2 separate regions of the Mus musculus genome follow, and region 1 is linked to region 2. The links are chromatin contacts, called in public ChIA-PET maps. All regions are on one chromosome and are shown on one strand. Each heading gives the region's core, a stretch centred on a gene start, on an enhancer-like site or on the middle of the called end of the contact. The rest is flanking DNA. Distances are from core to core; before and after follow the strand shown. Region 1 overlaps L3mbtl3 (L3MBTL3 histone methyl-lysine binding protein). Region 2 holds the start of Samd3 (sterile alpha motif domain containing 3).

What was found. ChIA-PET counts read pairs in DNA pulled down with a chosen protein or histone mark.
Region 1: an RNA polymerase II ChIA-PET map of memory CD8 T cells shows a contact between it and region 2, with 92 read pairs. The contact joins the enhancer-like site here to the promoter of Samd3 in region 2. A contact is called at or near these places in 2 of 484 Hi-C or Micro-C datasets (CD4 T cells and effector CD8 T cells), 2 of 115 datasets of contacts at active chromatin or transcription factors (effector CD8 T cells and memory CD8 T cells) and 3 of 9 other capture datasets (adipose tissue, liver and pancreatic islet).

Annotation. Positions count from the first base shown.
Region 1 is chr10:26,321,207-26,327,296 of GRCm38.p6, forward strand. All of the region lies in intron 12 of L3mbtl3 (L3MBTL3 histone methyl-lysine binding protein), which reads right to left. Among named protein-coding and RNA genes, the nearest start is that of L3mbtl3, 50 kb to the right of the region's middle. Within about 2 kb of position 4,240, at least 56 of the 459 cell types and tissues checked have an H3K27ac peak or open chromatin away from gene starts, as enhancers often do. A contact at or near this core is called in effector CD8 T cells and memory CD8 T cells, where this site is marked.
Region 2 is chr10:26,226,721-26,233,224 of GRCm38.p6, forward strand. It overlaps Samd3 (sterile alpha motif domain containing 3), which reads left to right and starts at 2,987. Exons shown (of 11, transcript NM_001115154.1): 1 at 2,987-3,094; 2 at 3,384-3,484; 3 at 4,108-4,297. The coding sequence starts at 3,406.

The DNA.
Region 1 (6,090 bases), core at 2,990-5,489, 96 kb after region 2:
AGAAACCCTGTCTCAAAAAACCAAAGGAAAAAAAAAGTTCAGGTATAAATGGAGGCAGCAAAATGAGGCAAAAGAGAGAAGAAAAAGAAAAAACCTGAAGTTTTGCTTTATTGATTATTAAAAAATTGAAAGATGTGAAGTTGAGTATATAGGAATTTTCTATTTTCTAAGCTACTTTAAGTTTAAAATTACTTGAAAACAATTTTTTTTTGAACAAGTACACAATAGCCAGAAAAGAAGGAGTTGCTGAGCAAATCTTGTGATGGGGGCATCCTGTATGCTAAGGATATAGCCTATATATTAAGGATACTTCCTTTCTGCTAGGGATACATCAGGTTTTAAATCAAATCTCTCTTCCCTCATGTGTGCACTGGTAAAAAAACAATTCATCAGAGACCATGATGTGCAGGTACAGAGGGCAGAACAAAAATTAGAGTCAGGGTAGGGCTCTCAGGGATGGCCTGGGCTAGTCACCCAGGTGGAAAGCCAGAAGGTAAGCCAAGTGGGAGACATATATTTCTCCTTGTTTATTCGAAGAAGAAGAAGAAGAAGAAGAAGAAGAAGAGGAGGAGGAGGAGGAGGAGGAGGAGGAGGAGAGAGGAGGAGGAGGAGGAAGGAAAAAGAAGAGAAGGAAATGTAGTAGCCTGGAAGAGCAGTCAAAGAGAGGCAAGGACTAAGGGTCCAGCTGACCTTCACATTAATAGCCACAAATGCAAAGTCATAGCAATCAGCATGTGATACCCATTTCTAGCTATAGTCATTGGTCAGGCACAGATACAGTAGGCAGAAGTGGATTCAACCCAGACTGGCATGGAGTCAGGTAAACATACAATAGATAAATAGAGACCACATTTGCCAGGGAAGAGTTCCAGTAAATATCACAGAATGACAAGAGGCCTATAGGCATACCACAGCATGGATCCTGTGCTCACAAAGATAATAAATGGAGAGAGAGACAGACAGACAGAGAGACAGAGAAACAGAGAGACACAGAGAGAGAAAGAGAAAGGGGAGAGAGACAGAAAACTAGAAGTTCATAGCCAGGGAGTAACAAAAATTGGCATTACCAATCAGGAAGAAATGCTGATTAAGTAGTCAAACCCAAAGAGCTTTCTAAGAAATGTTCTAAGTGAGTGAGGTTAGCATAGCTTCTCAAGTGCACACTGTCAGCAATAGCACACACTGAGACAGAGAGCACTACTTCAAGCTGGTTTTCCGCAGAGTTTACTTCAAAAGAAAACACTTTAGCTTCAGGCTGGAGAGGAAGGACCTGGGTTCATCTCCTAGGAACCCACAAGGGAGCTCACAACCACCTAGAACTCCAGTTCCAGTGAGATCTGACGCCCCCTTCTGGCATCAGCAAGCCTTGCATGCACATGGTACACAGACATCGCATAAAAAGCTAGGCTAATATCAAGTTTATCTGTCCTCATGAAACACTCCTATTTCTGCAGCCTGTATGGACTACTCTGCTTCCCTTGAGAGACAAGAGAACTTTGTTCTTCTCCTTAGTTATGACGATGCTACATCCCCTCCTCTGAACTCCACGTTTTAGAAACCTCAGAAGCATGGCTCTTGCAAATCATGTGTTGTTGCATCGGATGAAAAAAGTTGATTCTCCTCAGAGAATCACCTAAGAGAGAAGCCTAGAGACAACACACCACACAACTGGAACTTGCATCTGCTCTGACTCAACACTTCTCCTCTCTAAACCAATCTGATATTAAAATGAAACTGAAACAACTTCCTTTTAAATTATAGTAAGCCTTATAACTAATGTACGAAGCAAAATTATATAACTAACATACAAAGTAAAATAGTATAATTTTATGCAGTGGTACATAATATTTCAATATATGAAATAATTATTCTTTCTAAAATATTTGTGTCATTCTATACTCTTAGATGACTATAATGTTTTAGTCATTTACTTTTTCTCTTTCCAATAAAAGTACTCTGTAGGGGGAACAAAAGGAAGTAGTACTTATAAATAGCTTCATAAAAAATAATACATATACAGTGGTTCAATTCTTTCTCTTGTCAATCAAATGTAACGGTAAAGTACCTGCCAAAGTCATGCTGATTATTTCAAAGCAAAAATAAATGTTACTAACTTTAGATTTTTTTGATTTATCTATAAATTACAACTAAGGAAATCTACACCATACTGCTTATTGCCTAAATGTTACATGAAGTCCATCATAAGTATTTATTAAGTCACCATTGAAGCTAAAGCCACCATCTCAATGAAGAAAATAAGCATAGCCCACTCTGACCCATTTTCCTTATACTCTGTCAGTAGCACACAGCGCCCCACTCAAAAGTTGGAAGGCTCCAAACTCATTTCCTTTGCCACCGAACAAGTCATCATAGTCCCATCCAGTGTTCGAAGGCAGACATGTGACAAGTGACCGGCACCAATCACTTTTCACTTCTTCTCCCTATCTCCATCATTTAGGACTTTATGCAAATCACGGGTGAACTACTAATAGCAGACTGCTATGATCCCTGTGGATCAATCGTGGGTGGTTCTGAAAAGCTCAGAAAACAAATTCACAAACACAAAAACCCCTCAATATTTATGATTTAACTATAAAGTGAGCAAGATCATGTTATACAAATTCCAACAGGCTAAGTGAGTACCCCAGCCCCTAGGGTTAAAAGGGAGATGTGCTTTGTTGGAGGTGGGTATTTGTTTAGCTCAGACTAGCCTTGAATTTGCTGTGTAGAGAGTGACTTTCACTTTTTTGATCCTCCAGCCTCCTTTTCCCAAAAACTACATCAACTTCCATGTGTATGCATGAGAGCCAAGCAAGGATATTTCTTCTTTTTCTCTGTGCTGAGAGAGAAGACGTGATTAATGTGACCAGTCATCTCGTGTCAGATAGCTACACTCCCTTCCTTCACAGTGCTTTGAGACCTTCTTCTAGCCCAGAAACCACACTCAACATACTCTAAGTGCAGGAATACAACCTTAGAAGATGATGTCCGCACTTGCCCCTTCCATGCTTCAAGTACTTGCGAACTGATTTCTGCCCCCTGAAACTTTTATTTGAATCCTGTGGCATGCGATGAAGCAGGTATTATCTGACCCCTACAGAAGGGGCAACTAGGCCGCAAGAGTTAAGTAAGCTACAAGGTGCCAGTTTCCACAGAGCATGCCTGACAGTGACTCAACATCCCCTCAGGTGTAACTCTAATCCCATGTCTTCTGCCTTTCTTCATGAACCCTCCAGTGAGGTTGAATCAATCCTTCATTCCACATGCCACACAAGACAGCAACAGATGGTACGGGGTGGGGGTGGGGTGGGGTGGGGTTGGAGGTGGGTACACAATTAAACCCTAAGCACCAATGACTGAGGGCACGTTTCTCTCCTACCTGAGAACACAGGTCCCCAGTGCCAAAGTTCAAGACTTAAGTTCCATTCACTGCATGCCCTTCTGCAAAAACACCACTCAGTGTACTTCCAACTAAACTTAGTAATAAAAGTTCATGGCACTCTAAGACCCATGTTACAAATCAGTTAATATTATATTATGAGAAAACTAAAGTTATTATTATTGTAAACTTGTAAATATTAAAGAGCTGGACCTTGAGGCACAGTTTGTAGTTACTCAGAAACAGCTGGGGAAAGGTGGTTTCTTCCACGTCACCAATTTGATGCTTCCCTTTCGACAGATCTACTCTTTGCTGACTTTTGCCCTAACTCACCAAGAGATCCATCACAACAAACTGAAACCCAAGGGGCTGAGGCTGCAGATCCACGCACTCAGGACTTTGTGCTAAACATATTAAGTCCCATGGTCATGCTGTCCTGGAGCTGGATCCCCAAAGACACGATCACACTAAAATAGCATTTCTTTCCAAGGAAAAATATTTCCCAGTGCCTGGGGGGAAGAAGAGGAGACAATTCTCATCATATGTTCTGTCTCTGGAGCCCAATATCAGGCAAGAGGGAGGGAAGAGGGAAAGAGGCTGCGTATGCAATAGGGGGTAGGGTACAGTATTCCTAAGGTGCTTATAACAGAGCAAGACAATGCAGAGGTTCCTCTATCTTGTACTCTTGTTGTGGCCATTTCAAGTTTAAACTAGAATTTGATCCCTTTGATAGAGAATCCCATAGACAACAAGCAAACCCTATTCTAGGAGCCCAAGGTCACAACACTCCAGCTACCTTACCTTAGCTTCTGCTAAACTGACTGTTTGTACAAAACCCCTCCTCCATCTAACTGCTTATCTTAGCATCTGTTAAAAGATTTTCTTGCGCAAAACCTCTCCCTGCAGCTGCAGAGCAAGACATACAGGATGTGGTTTCTACCTTTTAAAAACCCCTACCCGAAATACTTGGTGCTATCTTTGGGTCTTGAATACCTGAGTGCAGTCCAAGGCTACTGGAGTGAAGACTTTCAATTTGTTGACTCATCTCTGGTAGGATCCTAGTAACAATCCTCACTTTCCTTCCTGCATCTTTATTTTTTATTTTTTGGTTTTTTTAGACAGGGTTTCTCTGTATAGCCCTGGTTGTCCTAGAACTCACTCTGTAGACCAGGCTGGCCTTGAACTCAGAAATCCGCCTGCCTCTGCCTCCCAAGTGCTGGGATTAAAGGCATGTGCCACCACTGCCCGGCTTCCTTCCTGCATCTTTAAAGTAATGTCTAGTTTGAATATTCTGTGAATATTAAGACTGACCTTGAGGCGAACAACTATCAGGAAACCCAGAGGTATATTTTATTTTTAGCATACACTCTTTTCCTTTCCTCAGTCCTGCACACAATTTCCTCATGTTCCTTTTTAGAAGGCAGAAATTCTTCATTACAACTAAACACACACTATCTTGATGTAGACAGACACATGCTTTTCATTTCTTCTGTATAAAGTGGAATACAGCATCTCTATACTACGGGGCTGGGAGCTCTCATTTCAAAACTACTTTAAACTAAAAAAGGAAAGGAAATATGTAACCTCAATTACACACCAAAGTAATTTATACAGGAAGAAAAAAATCCCAAATTCAAAAGACTAGAGAAATAGAGACAGTCCAGCATTAAGCAATTTTAAATGTGCCTTAGTTGCACACTAAGGAAGGGAACACACTTTCTTTTGCTGACAATTAACAAAATATCATTTCATGTCAATAGAAACATAAGTAGCCCTCAAAGACATCCCAGTCTGAAGATAAAGGCATTAGTGTATGCTTTTAAATATGCAGAATGAGTTATAAGAGAGCAGATTTCCCTTTGCATTTATCAGAAGGAAGCAGGGTTCTATCTGTTTATTCACCAGGGCACTTGTGAAAAGCTTCCCATGGTCATTACTTTCTTCCAGAAATCCATGTGCAGAGTCAATGTCATACTGAAGAAGTAATTATGGCTTTAAAACACTGTGATGTCCTGGACAACAGAGGCAGGTTGATCTCTGTGAGTTCAAGGCCAGCCCTGTTCTGCACCTCAAGTTTCAGGAAAGTTAGGGCAATACAAAGAGACTTTGTACTTTAAGAGCATCATACTATGAAAATGGTAAGATAATATAATAATAAAAAATATTCCTTAAATGATATCATTTGTATTCAGCTATCTGAATGGTTCAATTAGCTGAGTATAAATATATGGAAAGATAGTTAAAATTCTCAAAGAGTTATACAAGACTCTCAAGATGAGGAAGAAAATGAGCCTGTGCATGCTCAGACATGGAGGCATGTGTTGGGAATTCAGGAATACAAATTTTATGTTTGTTAAATCAAATACACATCCTGAGTCATTTCAAAGGATTTCATTAGAAATATATTGTACTAGAGATACAATATGGGGCATGCTTCTTCTTCTTCTTCTTTTTTTTTTTTTTTTTTTTTTTTTTGGTTTTTCGAGACAGGGTTTCTCTGTGTAGCCCTGACTGTCCTGAAACTCACTCTGTAGACCAGGCTGGCCTCGAACTCAGAAATCCGCCTGCCTCTGCCTCCCAAGTGCTGGGATTAAAGGTGTGGGCCACCACTCCTGGCATGGGACATGCTTAAAAATATAATGTAGAACAAGCTTACAAACCTGTAATACAAAAAAGTGGAGCAGAATTTTGATTTAATTTTTGCTTTTTAT
Region 2 (6,504 bases), core at 1,737-4,236:
AATAATAATAATAATAATAATAATCTCATGCAACATTTACTTCAAGAAAGAATCCTTTCTTGCAGCTTTTCTGACTTTGCTGCCTGAATAATCTTTTGAAAGCATGGAACACCCAATCAATCAATAGCACTCGTGAGCTTAAGCCCTATCTACAAACTCAGCTCAGAGCTTCAAAAAATACTGCCTGCCATGTGGTTCCCATTTCAGAAGCAGCACCCACTTACTTACAGAGACCCCACCTTTCTCAGTCCCTCCACTGTTTAAACTACATCTGTCACCACATTCCAGCTCAAGATGCTTTTCTTCCCAGGCGCAAAGGGAAAATCCAGCAGCCTGGTGTTTCCCAACATTGCTGCCCACCCTGATTGCCTCTGTCTTGCTCTGGTAACCTATGACTTATTTTTTTTTCCTGGTAAGGCTGCAGATATTTGGACATTCACTCACCCAGATCTGGGCTATCTGCAGCAAACATCTTGATAACTAAAGTAAGCAAGGTATTCTACTTGATTATTCCAGTTTGCATCCATCCTGTCTAGTGATGGGTGGGATAAATAATGGGTCATTATAGATACAAAGCTGATGCCCACTGAATACCACAATGTTATCACCTCAGATGCCACTAAGACTGCTAACTCTACACAGCGGTCTAGACACTGGATACTTCTGCTCCATGGCTTGTTCTGTCTATAAAGATAGAAGCTCTATGCATGTTGGGATGAGGGACTGGTCCAGGTGAGCCCACATGCTGTCAGCAAAGGTCCTAGGAGTCTTCTTGTCTGCTTTTAAACTGCAGGGAATAAAAAGTGGAAACAGAAAGAGAGAGAGAGAGAGAGAATATTTTAATATTTTATTAAATTATAAATAACTGTTCCTTTGTGGTTAATCCTTTTGTGTTATATTAGAAATTCTAAATCATGTGCACAGCAGTCTACCCTATTATCTCCCTTGGAGTTTAACAAATTTATTAAATAAAATTCCCTCCTATGTAAGGTGCTTTACCTCAAGTCTTTTCTCTGTGTGGCTTTAATTAGATGGACCTACCCCTTTAATATTTAATACAAATTTATTTCATGGAAGCAAAACTTAATCCACTTAGAGTTGTTGGCTGGTGTGCTCACACATGGTACTAATTCTCCTTTGTTATTTTCTTGCTATTGTGCAAAGTATTTGGACATATTTTCAAGGTTACAGAACCTCAACAAGAAGCTACTTGAAATATTTATTTTCCTCATTGAATGGAGGAGTGCTTTTCCCTTTGTGGTAATGCTGAACTGACTAGGCAGCAACAGTATTTCATTTAATATTCAGAAAGTGTAGAGTGAAAAACTACAAGTTTTTATTTTCTTATGTTTGTCCAAGCTCATTATCGGATAATTATTGTGTTTTTACCAAAGGCAAATTGGAGAAAGCCTTCCTCAACTGAAAAAAAGATCCTATGCTTCCAACTGCTATTTTTCTTTCTGATTTCCTTTCTTCTCTCAGTGGCTGACTGCAGGGCAGGTCTTCCTACTCTGCATATTGTCTAACCTTGGTGTTTAAGATGTGTTCTCTCTCTCTCTCTCTCTCTCTCTCTCTCTCTCTCTCTTCAATTTTTTCTAACTCTTACTCTTCACAAGGAAGCCAGAAGTGTGACAGAAAGGTGTGATTTTTAATTTACACCAGAGTCTTGCAAATAATGACTTTTCACACCCTGCAATTGCTGCTTAGCCTGGGGAGGAGCTTTGTGGCTACTGTTTGTTGAAGCAAATTAAATCCACTGTTGAAATTCTAAAGGTGTTCCTCTGTATTTAACCCTTGTTTTCAGTTTTTCCAGTCAGTGTTTGTGGATACTTAGGAGTGTGTGGCCCATTACTTTGAAGTTTCTTGTTTTCTAGGAAACTGCTTTTGAAGGCTGTTATTGTCAGGTTTTCTTGAATGTTGGGTACATCTTTTTTTCTTCCTACTGGGGATTATTTTTCTGATGTTGGTAACTATAATTTAGTTAAAAACACAAAATTAAAAACTACAAAGATGTTCTCACACACACACACACACACACACACACACACACACACAAACACATCTATATTCCAATTCCACCAAGGGAACCTTCTCACTTTGTCTTTACAAAATAGCAGGTATCATACAGAAAAATGATAAATCATCTGGAATAAAAGTCAATGTTGAAAATAATGTTGAAGGGTTAAAATAATTTAAGACTGTTTTTGACTTTGTTTCTATCAATTCCTTAGAAGTCTCCTGGGTTGAATTATAAATGCAGAAAAAAAGCTTCCTCGAGGAAATTACAAATTTATGGAAGATGGTAGACTGGTCTGTTGGTGCAAAGTTAGTGGGGGTAGTTAAGAGTGATCCATGCAAAATCTGTGTTTGCTTCTTTCACTTTGACAACACTAACATCTTCAGGTATGTCCTAACTTGACCTGCACAACTAACTACATAGATATAGATATATAAAGATATATGCATACCCATGTGTATGTATCCTCATATTTCTATATCTTCATATATGTATACACATGTATATATATGCATATATACATATATATGTATAAATATGCATATGTGTGTATATTATACATATTTGTATATACATATATGTGTATATACATATATGTTATAACCGATAAAGCTATAGATAGATAGATAGATAGATAGATAGATAGATAGATAGATAGACAGACAGATAGATGTGTTACAATAGTGTTTGGTACTGTTTGAGAGCATACTCCAGTATGTAGGAGTAACATTGGAACGACAGGAGAATGGCACATGAGGCTAGTTTCCCCTGAGAAAAGAGTTTGCTGCTGGCCCAGAGCTGTGAGGACAGTGGGTCATCTCTCTCTTAGTTGGGAGAAGCAAGGGGTTAAGGCATCCTGGTTTACTTACGTCTCTCAGTCAGACTTTTATCTGATCCTTCCTCCCTTTCTCCCCTGCCCACCCCTCTGTAAATGTCAACCACTTCCTGATGATTTCACACCTTTCTGTTCTTTGTGAAGAAACCTGGGTGTTAATGGTACAGCATTGGGTACCATTGTATGTGCCGGCTGTCTGCTATTGAAGCTGACGGATGCCTGCGGAAATCAAGTAGGAGAAGGTGAAGAAATGAGACTGAGAAATAGGCTAAAATCCACCTTTAAGCAACAATTTGATTTATTAGCAACTTTTACATGTTGCATTGTAGAAACATTTTCTTTTTAAAGCCATGTATTGAAAGGAGTTTAGCAGAGGAGAGAAAGCTGACTGTTTAAAAATCTAATCAAAGACTAATAATCAGAGAGGGAGGAAGGAAGGAAGGAAGGAAGGAAGGAAGGAAGGAAGGAAGGAAGGAAGGAAGGGAGGGAGACAGGCAAGCAGGCAAGCTATCCCCACTTTTTATTCTACAGGTGTATTGACAAGAATCCAGCAATGGAAACGTGGTCAGTTGATCAGGTCTGCAAATGGTTGGTGGAAAAAAACTTAGGTGAGCTAGTCCCCAGGTTTCAAGGTAAGTTGTTTGTATACTTTGTGTGGATTTTATTTGAGCCATGCAGTCGTGCGGGTGCGCTCTGTTGTGAAAGCTGCTTTTCTTGCCTAGGGTCTGCCTGTTTGTGGATAAGGAGCTGTTCTGATGAGGAACTTCATCTCTTTCCCACAGACTGAGGCAGTTTCCAGTTTACCTAGCATCCTCTGAAGAGAGTGTTATTTCCAGATGATTGCAAACTCTTGGAAGTTACCTTTGACATAGACTTTGTGTGTTTCTTTTGTCTTACATAATCACTCGTGTTCTATACAGTATGGGATGTGCCAGTGTTAAATAGCAAGTAGGAGGTATTATAAAAATAGCTTCCCCGAAAGACTTCTATTTCTGTTGACTGTAAAAATTGGCCTGGAAAAGGGGTATTAATATGCAAACAAACAAACGCAGTTTTTATTGGGACTTGCGGTCTGGTGATTTCTTAGCAGCAGGCTTCAGTTTGGAACTATGCTGTATTAGAGCCCTGACAGATAATGCAGTGACTGCCATCTCAAGCTTAGATAATCGTTTTAAAACCAGAACTAGTTTTATCTTCTTTCTGTGCCCATGTTTTCCTGGAAAGTGATATGAAAGTTAATTTTCTTTTTTCCCAGAGGAAGAAGTCAGTGGGGCCACACTCCTGGCCCTTAATGATCGGATGGTACAGCAACTGGTAAAGAAAATTGGACACCAGGCTGTTCTGATGGACTTCATTAAGAAATACAAGCAGGGCAATCAAGAGCTGAAGCCTACGGGAGGCCCCGCAGATACATCCACGCTGACCCCGGCACAAGCGGCCCCTGAGTGAGTACACCAGAGAACGGGCTAGGTTTTTGGTCCCTGTTTATGCACGGCTATTGCCTTGTGTCAAAGAATCAAAGCTTTTAAAACTGTGGACAAATTTCAGTTAGATGGTATGCACAGGACTTCTAATATTTGACCAGCATGTATGAAGAATTGAGTCAGAATTTGTTGTTTTTCTTTCCACTATTCTTTAAAAACCGACAGTGGCTGTTAAGGCAATCCTGCAGGCACGAAGTTCCTATGCTACGTGATCTGGAGCCCACAGTAGAACGAATGCGTTAGGTGTAGAAACTGCATGTATGATGTAACTGGGCTACTACAAGGACCTGTGGCTGGTCCTTTGCCATGTCCCAAACTATTTGTTCATTTGTGTGTTTATTTGCATAGGTCTCCCTGTGGTAACTAATTCATACTTTTCTCAAAGGCCTTTCACAATAGCAATTGCTAACACCTTTGTCACAACTGAGTTTCATACTTCTTTGAAAACTGATCATAAAGTAAAGACCACTGTGACAGAAACACCGAGACATCATTCAGAACATTCACAGTGTCACAAAGAAGCTCTCAAGTTGGAGGGTGGCTATGTTTGTTAGTTTGCTTTTAATCTCTTAACTCCGGAATGGAAAGGAATGGTAACGAGCTTCATCAATTAAAATGTTTTACAAATCCATGCATCAAGATTCTTTCAGGCACTCTGATTTACTATTTCCACACCTGAGACTGGTCATAACTTTTAAGGTTAAATATTTGCTATTAACCAATCACCATTCTTTTTTTTTTCTTTTTGTAAAATGTGATATTGAATGGTATCATTTTATTTTTTTTCCTTTTCTGAAATTAGGCCTATAAGTATAAGTATTTCTTTCTTTTTTGATAAACAATATAACATCAGAGAGACTTGGCTTAAGTAATTTAATTTCTACTTGGTGTACTTGGATTATTTGGTAGCCATGAAGGGCTAAAGATGTGGATGGGGTTAGCTTGTAACCCCAGCAGTTAAAAGGTCGAGGCAGAAGGATTGCTATGAGGTTGAAGCTGGTCTAAGGTACAGAGATAAATGTTGTCTTTAAAAAATAATAACAATAGTTACAAAGGAAGTCAAAGCGGAAATTCTTCCAAGTGATTTATTTGAAGGAGTTCTTTCTTTATGACCCTGGTTGAAGCAGGGTATTGGGTCTGTGACATTTGTGTGAAGTTCTCACTGTAACCTTTTAATGCTCTCTAGAGAAAGGGAGGGGTGAGCTTCAAAGGGACTGCAGTGTCACTTCCAAGAACATTTGGGTGAGCTGGAAGTCCCTCCCCAGTTGACTGGAATCTTGATCTTGCCTTGGGCATAGCTCAGAAAAAAAAACCAAAACAAAATCAAAAATAAAAAAAAAAAAAAAACCCTGGCAGGCCATCAATCCACTTCTCTGCTCTGTAGCACACTAGAAGTTGTTGGACTGCCAAGAGCTAGGACTTCATTCTTGGTTTTATTGGCTGACTTAGATTCATTCTGTTCAATGTTTGGAAGTTTTGTTTCTTCATCTGCGTATCAAGAAAGCCTCTGAACTCTGAACTGCTTGAATTCACATCATGAAACACCACAATCTTGGGGCGAATCTGCCCTCCCTTTAACAGACCAACACAGTCCTCTGTCAATTATGCAATTTTTTAAAACAAGGTTATGACAAGTAGTTTCAACTGTAGCCAAGACTAGGCATTCTGGTAGCCCAGAGATTTGTGAATGTTAGGTTCCTTGCTCTAGCTAGCACGTTCGACTTTAAGGGTTAGTGTAGTCTTGTTTTTAGGTGAAAGTAATTTGGTATGAAATCACAACTTGCTTACTGGTTATATTTGCCAAGGATATTGTCACTTGAAAAGTATGTTGTCAGTTGAGAATGATAATAGTCAGACATGAATACATACCATGGAATGACTATTGAATGACTCTTGGTAGACTATTAGCTGAGAAACACAGACTCTACTTAACAAAAGAAAGTTTCACCTCAACAGCATTCAAAAATATGCCAGACAATATATCAGATTGAGAGCTGGCTCAGTTGTGAAGAGATGGCTCAGTTGTGAAAATTGAGAATATGAGTTCATTACACAGCACCCACATGAAAGGGCAGGTGTAGTGACAAGTGTTGGATTGGAGATGGAGAAAGGCAGACTCTTGGGGCCTGCTGTCCTGCCAGCTTAGAAAATCAGCAAGCCCCAGATCA